Regions from separate parts of the Sus scrofa genome. Here region 2 is linked to region 1. Evidence: chromatin contacts called from public HiChIP or PLAC-seq data. All regions are on one chromosome and are shown on one strand. The core of a region is the stretch at or near the end of the contact, and the rest is flanking DNA. Distances in the headings are between cores, read along the strand shown.

What was found. HiChIP or PLAC-seq counts read pairs in DNA pulled down with a chosen protein or histone mark.
Region 2: a contact with region 1 is called in an H3K27ac HiChIP or PLAC-seq map of skeletal muscle, with 3 times the contacts expected there. The contact joins two enhancer-like sites. A contact is called at or near these places in 2 of 47 Hi-C or Micro-C datasets (embryonic fibroblasts and epiblast stem cells) and 1 of 2 datasets of contacts at active chromatin or transcription factors (skeletal muscle).

What each region holds. Positions count from the first base shown.
Region 1 is chr9:49,234,767-49,240,737 of Sscrofa11.1, forward strand. The region is part of intron 2 of LOC102164776; the gene reads right to left. Among named protein-coding and RNA genes, the nearest start is that of MIR100, 80 kb to the left of the region's middle. Within about 2 kb of position 3,010, at least 1 of the 83 cell types and tissues checked has an H3K27ac peak or open chromatin away from gene starts, as enhancers often do. A contact at or near this core is called in skeletal muscle, where this site is marked.
Region 2 is chr9:49,490,874-49,496,844 of Sscrofa11.1, forward strand. The region is part of intron 1 of LOC102164776; the gene reads right to left. Among named protein-coding and RNA genes, the nearest start is that of UBASH3B, 140 kb to the right of the region's middle. Within about 2 kb of position 3,843, at least 8 of the 83 cell types and tissues checked have an H3K27ac peak or open chromatin away from gene starts, as enhancers often do. A contact at or near this core is called in skeletal muscle, where this site is marked.

The DNA of each region.
Region 1 (5,971 bases), core at 1,760-4,259:
AATCAGAAACATCTTCCTTCCCATCAATCAATCCGTAATTCTTGGACTCAGGCTTGAGTTCTTTTGCTCACTCCACACTATAATCCTCCAGCAAATTCTATAGTTGTACCTTCAAATCAGAGTCAGAATCTGACCATGTATTACAACTTCCTACCATTCAAGACCAAATCACTATGTTTCCCCTTTATTATTGCAAGGACCACCTCAAGCGCTCCTGCCTTTACACCCCGCCCCCTGTAACATCTTTTCTCTACAGAGAGGTGGAATAAGTCTCTGCAAATACTGTCTATGATTCTCCTCTGCTCAAAATTTTCAAATGGCATGTACCTCCTCCAGAATAAAGTCCAAAGTCTATATGCACTATTCCTAGACACTGAAAGGCATAGTTCACTATAACATGGGTTTTTCCCTCAAGGAGCCCATGGTTGATCAGCTAGGGTCCGGCTTCACTCTACTGTGTGACCACACTGCAAATATGGTTTTTATATCACAGGTAAGAATGGGCAAAGATACGAATGATTTATATGCAAATCTAAAACGAAACAATTCGTGTACAACTTAAATCTTATTGGTCAGTTATGATCATTAACTTTGAGGGGAGCATATTCTTCAATGTGCATTGAAATGATTTCATTTTTGTCTCTACTAACTTCAAAAGCTGTCATTAAATGATATCCAATTTCCAGTGTCCATAGTGAACACTCAAAACTTGTTTATTCATTGAATAAACACTTAGGAAATGAAGTTACTTCTTGCCTGTGATAATGAGAACCATGAGTTGAATATCTATTGTGTAAAGTATGGCATTTTTTATAGTTAAATTACAATTTTATGTCAAAAACTTTATGTCCTCTATTTTAAAGGGGAAGACATAGTTTTGTGGCTCAGAAAGGTTGAATACCTTTCTCAAGGTATCATAATAAGTGGGAGAGTTCCTATTTGAACAATGGGTCAGTGTGGCTTCAATGCCTATGCGTCTGCCATAGCCGTATCATAATGACTCACTGTACGTCTATGACACTTAACACTGTAATGGTCTCATCATGTCCACAAACCTCCAAAGGTCACTGAAAAGTGAGAGACAGACACTCCCGTCCTTACACTACGAGTGGACATGCTAATTCCAAAGAAGGTCAAGGTCAAGCAAGGAGATAAAGAACCCATTCGTCTGCTCCCTTCTCCCAGTGTGTCTTCACTGGTGTCTTATGCTATCTTACTGAATTTTTCTTGGCTAAGTGAAGTGGACCCATTTAGCTTTTGAGTTCAAAAATAGATTCCCTAGAACTATAATCCCATAATTTTTATAGGTTATTATTCACCTTTCTCATGTACTCAGCTTTAAAATGCCTAGGTACATGAAACTGTTTTCTAAGGCTTCTCTCAAGCCCATAGGAAGCTGAGTCCAATTTATCAATCCTCTAATGTTTGTTTGCCATGTGAAAAAACTCCAAATAAATTCCAAGTTCGTGCACATGAACTTGCCTATTCTAACATAATCCAATAAAGAATCATACTCTGAAAATTCCTATTGTGGTTTAGTAATAATGAGCCTGACTAGCATCCATGAGGATGCAGGTTTGATCCCTGGCCTTGCTCAGTGGGTTAAGGATCTGGCATTGCCATGAGCTGTGGTGCAGGCTGCAGAGGCAGCTCGGACCCTGAGTTGCTGTGGCCACAGCATAGGCTGGTAGCTTTAGCTCCAATTCAACCCCTCACCAGGGAACTTCCATATGCCACAGGTGCAGCCCTAAAAAACAAACAAACAAACAAACAAACAAAAAACCCAAAAACGAAACCAAACAAAACCAAACAAGCTAAAAACATACTCATTGTGACAAAAATACCCTAGACTGAGAATCAAACTTCTATTAACTAGCAATGACTTACCCCTATTTACACCCAAAATGCCCCCCCCCCATCAGCAGCCTGTGTGTTGAATGATTTTTCTATGCTGAAGGGGAAAAGCCAAAGAGGAGAATCCTGTCAAGGAAACACAACAGTAGAACGACAGTGTGTGGCTTCTGCCAAAAGAAGATTGAGTTACAAAGCCAGGTAAACATGAAGCCCCAGCTGGCTAAGTGATTTGAGAATGAGTTTCGTTATTAGGAAAAGTGTAGCTTTATTTCAATTTGCCAGGGAAGAAAACAATAATTCATACAAAGCTCTGCGAAGGGGGTCAACTCCTTGGAACAAATAAACAAATGAATGGCCTTTCAGACTTTCAACAAGTCTGCCTGCTGTCTTTAAGGTGCTATTGTCAGTATTACAGGGGAAATCCTTTGTGAAATGCACCATTGTACTTACAGGTTCTATGTTACAAAGCCACTCTCAACTCTGCTCCCAGACACCTTCAGCACTTATACATCTGTGCATCCTGCTGGAGGACAACCACCCTAGGGAAATTAGGGTTAGAGAAATAATAGCCAGGTAACCATCTTTGCAGTGCAGTCCACACAAAGAACTTAAATGCATGTAAACACACAATGGAGACAGGCCAACCTCATTGAAGTGAGTTTAGGCTGCTTAGAAGAAATATTTTGAGACAAAGACAAGTCTAGTGTTTGCAAATGATGTAACTCCAGCAGATGGTCCAGGAGGCCAAATAAATGCATTTTTCAAAAAGCAGGTGAATTCTGGTTTGGTTTACAAAAATGAATTCTCTAGCTGATTTTTCACAAGTCAATCCACCTTCTTAAGATGAGGTGTACCCTGGAGCTACAACAGATGTTATCACGTGTGTGTCGCTCATTTGCCTTCTTGTATTTCCCAACTGTGGGATTCACAACTGCAGAATTAGAGCTATTTTCTTTTTTCCCTAAGCCTTCTTATCCTCTAGCATTTTATCAGTGCTGGGTATTGAAAAGACTCTTGTAGAAAGCCCAATCAATGGCCTTGCGAATGGGAACACTTCTGCAGACTAGAAAAAGGCTACCATGACACCAGGGACCAAGGGCACGGACATGTTGGGGACCTAAAAACTCACATGACCCAGAGTCAGAAAGGACTTGGGTAGGATCCTCTCAGCTCCTCCGTGAGGGCTGTAGGGCTCTCAGAGGAAAGTTTGAGGACTGCTGACCTTGCCTACCTCTTTTCTCAAAAAGAGAATGAAGACCACAAAAGACAAATCATCTATCCAAAAACATATAACAGGTTATCGCTGAGTGGGAACTAGTTTCCTGATTCCCAAGACAGCCCTTTTTCTCATACCAGATGCCTCTCAATTTCAGGGCTGACTGCAGTCTCCCTACAGCAAAGTGTCTCCTCTATTTCAGGCAAGCAGAGCAGGCCAGTTTGGGGCTGAGCCACCAAAGGCCATTTGTCAGTGCCAGTCTCCCACCAGGCCATGCCAACCCTGGCATCTGGTCCTGGTCGCTAATGGACCAGGTTGCTACTTATGCTCTTGTAATTAAAGATCTGACATATATAAACAAATGGTAACTTAAGCACTACATCGTTAGTGAGCAGAGGTTAAACGTGGATGAGTACTGACTCACAAGGTAAGAAGGAGCCAGTTTACAAATTTCCAGTCTTGTTTGTCTCTAGTGACAGGTACATAAATATTGCAATTGCTACAAAGAGCCTATTATAACTCTTAACCAAAAATATTCCTCAACTCTCTGGCAAGTTTAACAAAATTTATACTATCCCACACTGGTTAGGTGGGATGGTTTGCAGGCCACTGGCTTGGAGTTATTTTCCAGTTTGAGTCAGGACTTCGTTATTCAGGGAACATGCCAGTGTCAGCACGGTGGCAGTGGGGAGCTCCTTGGTGGCTCTTTGTAAAATACCAGGATAACCTATTGGCTCAGACTCTAAATAAGTCTCTTCCTGGGACAGACCCCATTCCCAAGAGGCCTCATCAAGACAAGATCTAAAAACTCAAAACACCAGCAGCATAATCTGGAACATGCACGGTTTTATTTGTGCAAGCTGGTTGTGGCCACGTTGCTGCCCTAACAATTGTTTCCCTCCTTGTGAAATAATCTGGAGACATGCTGCTCAAACTGAGGTCAAGTGTGTCAGCACCACCTGGGAGCTTTGTTAAACTGGTGGAATCCCAAATGCCACCCCTTTGCCTGTGAATGAGAATCTGCACTTTAGCGAGATCCCCAGGTGATTGTGTGCACATGAGATCTGGGAAGCACCGACCTCGAGATTAAGACTGTGACTCTCTGGTTTCTCCATTAGCTCTGTCTGTAAAGTTTCAGTTAGGAGACCACCTTGGGTTCCTCGGGCACTTAAATGGAGAAGGAAAGGACCCCAATAAAATCCAATACTTCCTTGAAATGTGTTTTTTTTTTTTTTTTTCCTCACTCCAGGAAGTTGATCACAAGCCATTTTTTTCTGGAACAGAGTATGCTCTGGATCATCACTAAGAATGTGGAGGAAGACGCATCATGGACTGTGATAACCAATCATAAACATATCTGGCATTAAAGTACCTCTCCTTCAGTCCCAGACATCCAGTTGGCCACCAAGGCCTTCTGACATGACCTCTGAATGATTTTTTTAATCTGAGTCCCCCGTTCTTCCCCCACTGCTCTGCTTTAGCTCCAGGTCCTCATCCTCTAACATGGGCATTAACATAGTCTCTCAACTGCATTGCTGGTCGTCTTATGTAGTTTTTCTGCTCTTGCTCACTGAATCCTCCAAACCGTCATCAGAAAGAACATTCTCAAAGGCAAACCTCATCATATTACCTTCTCGTTTAAAGTCTGCTAATGATTTCTAATAAAGTCAATTCTTCCAAGTTTTTCAAGCAAGGTCATTGGTAATACTGCATCTTTTTACATGCCAAATCCTATTTTCACCACATTCCTACTTTCATACCAACATCCTAATATACATGTTCCAAATGCCTCCCTTTGCCCAAGCTGCCTCTCTGCTGGGAATATTCTCTTTTCTTTCTCTGCCCAGATAAACCTCTTATCTTCTAAGACCATGTCATTCTTTTTATCACCCCGTGAAGCTCTTCTTGACCATGACTCTCTACCACCGAGGGAGGGTTGATCACCCTTGGAGCCCGACAGCCCTTCATTATCCATTATCAGCACTTCCAATGAACTGCAGTGTTTGTCACCTTGTCTCTGTACACTACTCCATGGGTCCTTAGAGTTAGGAACCATGCTGCATTCCTCTTTGTGTCTTGAGGATCTAGTGCCATTGTCAACAGAGTAGGCACTCCGTGAATGTCTGATGAATTCAATAATTAAATAAATATGGTCACTGTGTAAAACAGTTATCACCATATCTCAGGGGACTGTGAAAAATACACTGCCACCACAGATCTAGTGGAAATGTTTTCAGTGGATTAATCTTTGAGATTCTCCAACAATGGAGATTAAGGAGGTGATGTTAGTAGTGAAAATACCTATGTTAGGAGTTCCCGTCGTGGCACAGTGGTTAACGAATCCGACTAGGAACCATGAGGTTGCGGGTTTGATCCCTGCCCTTGCTCAGTGGGTTAACGATCCGGCGTTGCCGTGAGCTGTGGTGTAGGTTGCAGACACGGCTCGGATCCCGCGTTGCTGTGGCTCTGGCGTAGGCCGGTGGCTACAGCTCTGATTCGACCCCTAGCCTGGGAACCTCCATATGCCGCGGGAGCGGCCCAAGAAATAGCAAAAAGACAAAAAAAAAAAAGAAAAGAAAATACCTATGTTAGCACTGCCACAACCCTAAAGGGAAATGACCAACCTCAAATCCTTTTATTAAATAACTTCATCACCTATGTTATCTAAAGATCAGCAGAACTGCAGCCTAAAGCAGAGCCAACAGGCAACATGGCCACTCTCCATGGAGGTCTGTCTGATGGTGTTGTCAGAAGGGAAGGCAAGGACAAGAAGTGAGTTTGATTAGAGGAAACAGTTCTGAAAGTTGGGTCTCAGCCTCTGCTCCCCCATGTTCCCGCTGCTTCAGGCTCAGCTCAACTGGTCACCGAGATGAATTAGCACCTCAAGCAGAAAAGATATTA
Region 2 (5,971 bases), core at 2,593-5,092, 260 kb after region 1:
GGGAGAAGGATGCTATTTCTCTCAATTCTACTGTGTTACATATTTTACTTAACCTTACCACGTACCTATTTTTGTCAAAGATTAGGAGATGAAGGTTCAGTAATTTGCCCCGTGAAATCCAGCTAGTTAGTGGTAAAGGTGGGATCAGAATCTAAATCAATTTTCTATCGAAGTCCACATCTAGAACCTGTAAGACCCACCTCCATGGCTTCAGCCACAGGACCACTGAAGCTCCCCCTCAACACCCCCTTTGACACTGTCTTAGGCGGTTGCCCCCCCAATGTGCTGACTGCATGTTTACTCAGATGCCCCTTTTGAAGGCCTAACTACTGAGGACATGCAGGAGCCTCCTGCACTAAAGTGCTATTTCACACAGGGAGCTGGAAGGGGTAGGCAGCTAGAAAGGATGGAGCTGGTCTTGCTGAAGCACCCCAGTGGTGTGGGTGGAGGGAGCAGGCAGGAAGTAGGGACCATTACAACCACACTGGTTGAAGCAATTAGACTACATGGTAACCTAATGCTCAGTAAGAGAAACCTACTTGTTCTCCGCATTGGCATATCCCTCACCATTACCCACAATGTCAGCCCCCAACAAGCAACAAACTTGTATTTCAATCTGAGCATCCATTCAGATATAACTGTGACTTAGAACATCTCCTAGCACACACTCTGCATGAATGTTGGCCCTTTCTTAGGCCCTGTGACTCTCTGGTCTCTGTGGCTCAACCATTTCTATGTGAGCTAGCCAAGGTCAGATTTGACGTAAAACAGAAGCTTTGGATTAGGAGTTCCTGGGACGGAGACCAACTCTACTGCTTACTGTATGATATTGAACAAATGACTTCATCTCTCTGGGGCCCTCAAAAAGGAGATAACACTGTCATGTGATCCTACCTATTACTATTTTCTAGGCATGTTGCTCCTATTTGACATGCACTGTCTCAATATAATCCTCACAAAAAGTCCTATTATCTTTATTCTACAGATGATAAACTGAGGCTCAGAAGTCAACGACCAGCCAAAGGTACATGCTAGTAAGTGCCCTGTCAGAACCAGAAAACAGGTCTGATTCAAATACCTACAACTCTTGGCCCATGAAAGAGTCCCATTGTAAACAAGGAAATAAAATACATGAAACAAGTATTTTTCAGAGATTAGCAATCACAGGCAGCACAGGACTGCAGTCCATGAGAGAAGGGAGACAGCAAGGGGAGCCCAAGGATGTGCCATCTTTCTGGAGACAGTGGTGCTCAGGCTGTTGCACACTGAGTTGGAACCCAAGCATAGCCCCAGGGTTTTACTGAGCTCAAGAATCAGAAATAAGATGCAACAAGAAATATGGGACTTGTGGCAGACTATGGACAGGAAGAAACTAGGCAAACAAAGATCCAAAAATCTGCGTAACAGCCCCTTCAAGTCTTTGGCTAAATACTAATCTGTGCAAGTTTCAAATGAAACTACAAGGCAGAACAAAAACTGACTCACTTTCAGGGAGCTAAGAGGTGAGCAATTCGCTGAGCCCACACATGCCTAGAAGACATTCTAGTAACTATCAACCAGAATGAAGAGACTTCACTGAATACGCAGGGCATGAGGAAGACATTGGAAAAGTCACACCCTGGTGGAACACTAAACTAGTCAGAAAAGGTATCAAGCTGATTAAGTAATTTAACAGACCTCCAAAACCTCAATTTTTAAGACAGAAAATACAAATATTCCACATTCATGATACCTAACATCCAATAACTACTAGACTTTTGAAGCAGCAGCAAAGAAGGAAAACATTAGTCAATAGAAACAGACCCAGAAATGACAGAGGTAATAGAATTATCAAATAAGGATCTTAAAACAGCTATTAAAGAAGTTCCCGTCATGGTACAGTGGAAAACAAATCCAACTAGGAACCATGAGGTTGCAGATTAGATCTCTGGCCTTGCTCAGTGGGTTAAGGATCCGGCATTACCATGAGCTGTGATGTAGGTCACAGACATGGCTCTGGCGCTGCTGTGGCTGTGGTGTAGACCATTGGCTCAAGTTTCGATTGGACCCCTAGCCTGAGAACCTCCAATATGCCGTGGGTGCAGCCCTAAAAGGACAAAAGAAAAAAAAAAAAAAAAACAGCTATTATATGACTTAAATCAGGCATTTAAAGCAGAGACGAGCAAACTTTTTTTGTAAAGGGCCAGATAGCAAATATATTCAGTTTTGTGCACCACATATGGTCTTTGTCGTATATTTTTAAGTTTTTAAAATAATCCTTTATAGTGTAAATCCTTCATAATGTAAAACCTCTCAGCTCACAGGTCAAACAAAAAAAGATTATCAGGTGGATTAGGTCCAGTTTACCAATCCTTGATTTACAAGAAATGTAAGCAAAATGTGGGGAAGAATGAAAGGTAAAAACAAAACAAACGAAACCTTCCAGAAATGCAAACTGCAGTACTGAAAGTGAAAATTTTACTGGATTACAGCATATTAGACAAAATCAGTAAAACTGACAATATAGCGATTAAAACTCTTGACTAAAGTTTGAGAAAAATTGGAAATTAAATGAACACAATTTTGGTGACCTATGAAACAACTTCAAGCAACTAGTTTTTGTATAGAGCCCCAGAAGCGAGAGGAGGATGATGGGACGTATTTAAAGAATTACTGTCTGGAGTTTTTCCAAATTTGACTTTTAAGAAACATCGATTCACATCATATGAAAAATACCAAAAATCAATGATAAAGACAAAGTTTAGAGGAAAAATGCATCCTACCTAAAGGAGGAAAAAAGACATAGTTCTGTAGACTTCTTACCAGAAATACAAGTCCGCAGACAGTAGAACTATACCTTCAAAGTGAAAAGAAGGCTCTCTTTTACCTCTTCACCAGTCTGCCTCTCAAGGAATATGGTAATAGTCCCATCACACCTTTCTATAAAAACTTAATTTATCTTACAAAAATAACTGAGGATTGCACTGCTGAGTAGCAAGGTCTTATTTTTCTAGTTGAAGTCTTCCTTTAGCATCCTTCCAGAAGTCATTTCTTTATTTTCTGTGTTCCCTTAATAAGTCACTTACACCAGTGTTGGTCAAACTTTACTGTGTGTATGAATCACCTGGAGCAGAATCTGAGTTCCTTAGTTTTACAAGCTCCCAAGTGTTGTCCATGTCGCTGGTCTGAGAGGATGGCACTGCTGAACAGCAAAGTCCTATTCTTCTAGTTGATGAGATGAAAAAAATATAACTATTTAAAGAAAGTGAGTTATTCTCACCTTTGTAATTACCATAGCACTTAATAGAGGGCTATGCAGCTAGTCGATACTGTCTAGAAAGACATAAATAGACATCCCCTTAGTCTGCTGCTTCCTAGTGAAACTCTGACTTCCCATTCGCTGACATCTATGGCTATGTATTTAATTTTTAACTCTTCAGGGAAAGTAAAACCTAGTTTCCAAGTGCTGGTACCAATGTTTAGCCCACTATTTTATGATAGCTACATTAGCCACGTATTATGAGAAATTTGTTATATCACAGTATCATTCTTAACCATCATTTATTTTCCTGGATTTTAAGATGTAGATTTACTCAAATTTCCCACAAACACTTTAAGTGCCTACGGTCTCTGGGGAAAAAAGAAAAAAAAAAAAAAAGCAGCACATGTGTGATTATATTTTAGTCCAAGGAGTAAGGTCATTCTAACTAAAAACAGAAAAGCATTCCTTCCAGACTCCTATAAACTTAATGGAGTCTCTCTATTTAAAAAGCTTCAGAGACCTTTTCTTCCCTTCCCCACCCCCACAGCCCGTGCTCCAAAGGCTCCTGGGTAGCACTGCCTAACTCCCCTGTATCCTGTCACATGACTGACAGCTCCGCTATCAGCACCTCAGTATTGTTTTGTACTGCAGGACTCAACATGTGTTTCCCCTTTAGAAAAATTACATCATGTCTCAGGAAGTCTCTTTTCTCCGACAAAACCAGCGGATATTCTCCATCAAGGCTTTGCAAATAAGAAAAGATAAATTAATCCTGCTGCAGTTGCTTAAGTGCATATACTAGCTATAGAGTCGTCGTCTACTCACAGTCCAGCCCCAAGATCAACGCACTCTGTCCCAAATGTCTTCCTCTCCAGTAAGATGAACAAGAACAGGATGAGAAGCTGATACTTTTTATACAAAGTACAATTATTTTCTATACTGGCCTTTGCCCCGAAGTGAGCCAGGTGATAGTTTGACTTCCACTCTGACAAATGCTTTTAACCTGTTGCCAAAAGAGTTGGGAACTGCAAAATCCTGAGAATTCTGTTTCGTTCCATGATGCCTTCTCCATTTTCTCAGAAGGCCAACAAAATCCCTCACATGCCTAGTTTGAAAGTAAAATTATCTGTGACCACATTCCTTACTTTCCAAAGTATATTTGCCCTTGTTTCTCAGTGTGTTTTAGCACTCCCATCTCTGTACATTATGCAAAAATTTCTCTTTCTAATCCCTTTTTTAAAGGATCAGATTTATGTCCAACTTCTAAGCCCTGCATATTCTAATGACTGTTGTTTGTCAGACAAACAAAATATTCAAAATATTTTATAACTGTCTTCACTTCATAGATCAGAAACCTAGAGCCCAGAAAAGTTAAGTGACTTCCCCCAGTCCACATTGTTAGCTGTGGGTTCAAAGGATATGGCAAACACCAGCTTTGTCAGAGAGTGACCCAAGCCCAGACACTGCCATGCCCATGGCAGTGATAATCAGCTGCCAAACCAAAGTTTCGAATAAGTTACGATGCCTTAGCATACTGGTAAGAACATGAGAGTAGCATCAAGATTCAGGTTCTAGCTTATTTCCTAATGCATTAAATAAGGTTAGTATTTTTTAAACATTGTTACTCAAGAGTCCTGGGGTTCTAAGAAATGACCAACCAGTCTGAGGGGAGTCAAGGGAGGGAAAGTTGGCTCTGTTCCAGAGTTAGCCAGATCATCAAAGGTTCAAGCTGTTTTATACACCAAAGTTCTACTTATTTTGCTTCAAAAAAATTTAATTAAAAAAAAATCAGCAACGAGTTAACTGAATTATCTAATTCTTTTCCATCATTATGAGCTACAAGTCTGTTTCTTCTCAGAGCTGCTCAATTTCCAACAGATGGATGAGCATGGTTGATCCTAGAGTCTTGCTATTTTAAATATCATCATTTATCAGAAAAACTGGCATCTCCTGGAAGCTTCCAAATAGTGCAGGATCTCAGACTCCCCCCCAGAACTTCTGAATCAGAATATGAACTTTTCCGTGATCTCCAGGTGACTTGATGGACATAAAGTTTAATTATCACTGATCCAGAATATAGTGGCATCTTTGTCAACATACGTCATTGAACTCCATTCACATTCTCCTCTCTGGTTTGTAACAAAAAGTTTAGGCTGGTTGGTCACTCCTGTCTGCCCCACCTCTCCGTAGCTCTGGGAAAAAGTAGAGTTAGGATATGGGCAAAATTGGCAAATACAAACTTAAATGTTGCCATTACCATCTGCCGACTTATCCTTACAAAGGTCCCCCAATACCCATGACAATTTACAATGTCAGGGATATTGACAGCAGTTCTTCTCCCATAGAGAGCAGGGGCCCCTTTGATGAGATCATCTTTCCAATCCAGTCCAATGCTGAGACTCACTAATTCTATAATACAGATATTCATAACAAAAACTCTCAGATCCTTTACACACTGCCCAGGCTTGTCCATGTGTTATTAAAGTTGGGCTGAGTAATAAATGCTATAAATGTCCTACAAGACAGCACTCACACCCAGTGAGCATGACATCCCATAATAGCCCTATTTGGCTTGTTACCCTGGCGCCTCTCTCCACCCTGATCTCTGGAAACCAGAGAAATGCAAACACCAGAATGTCAATCCAAAGGCATAGACATGAGTGTAAGATGCTTTGCTTGGAGAGTTTTCATAAGATCATATTTCTGGCCAGATTCCTGTTACTTCTGAGT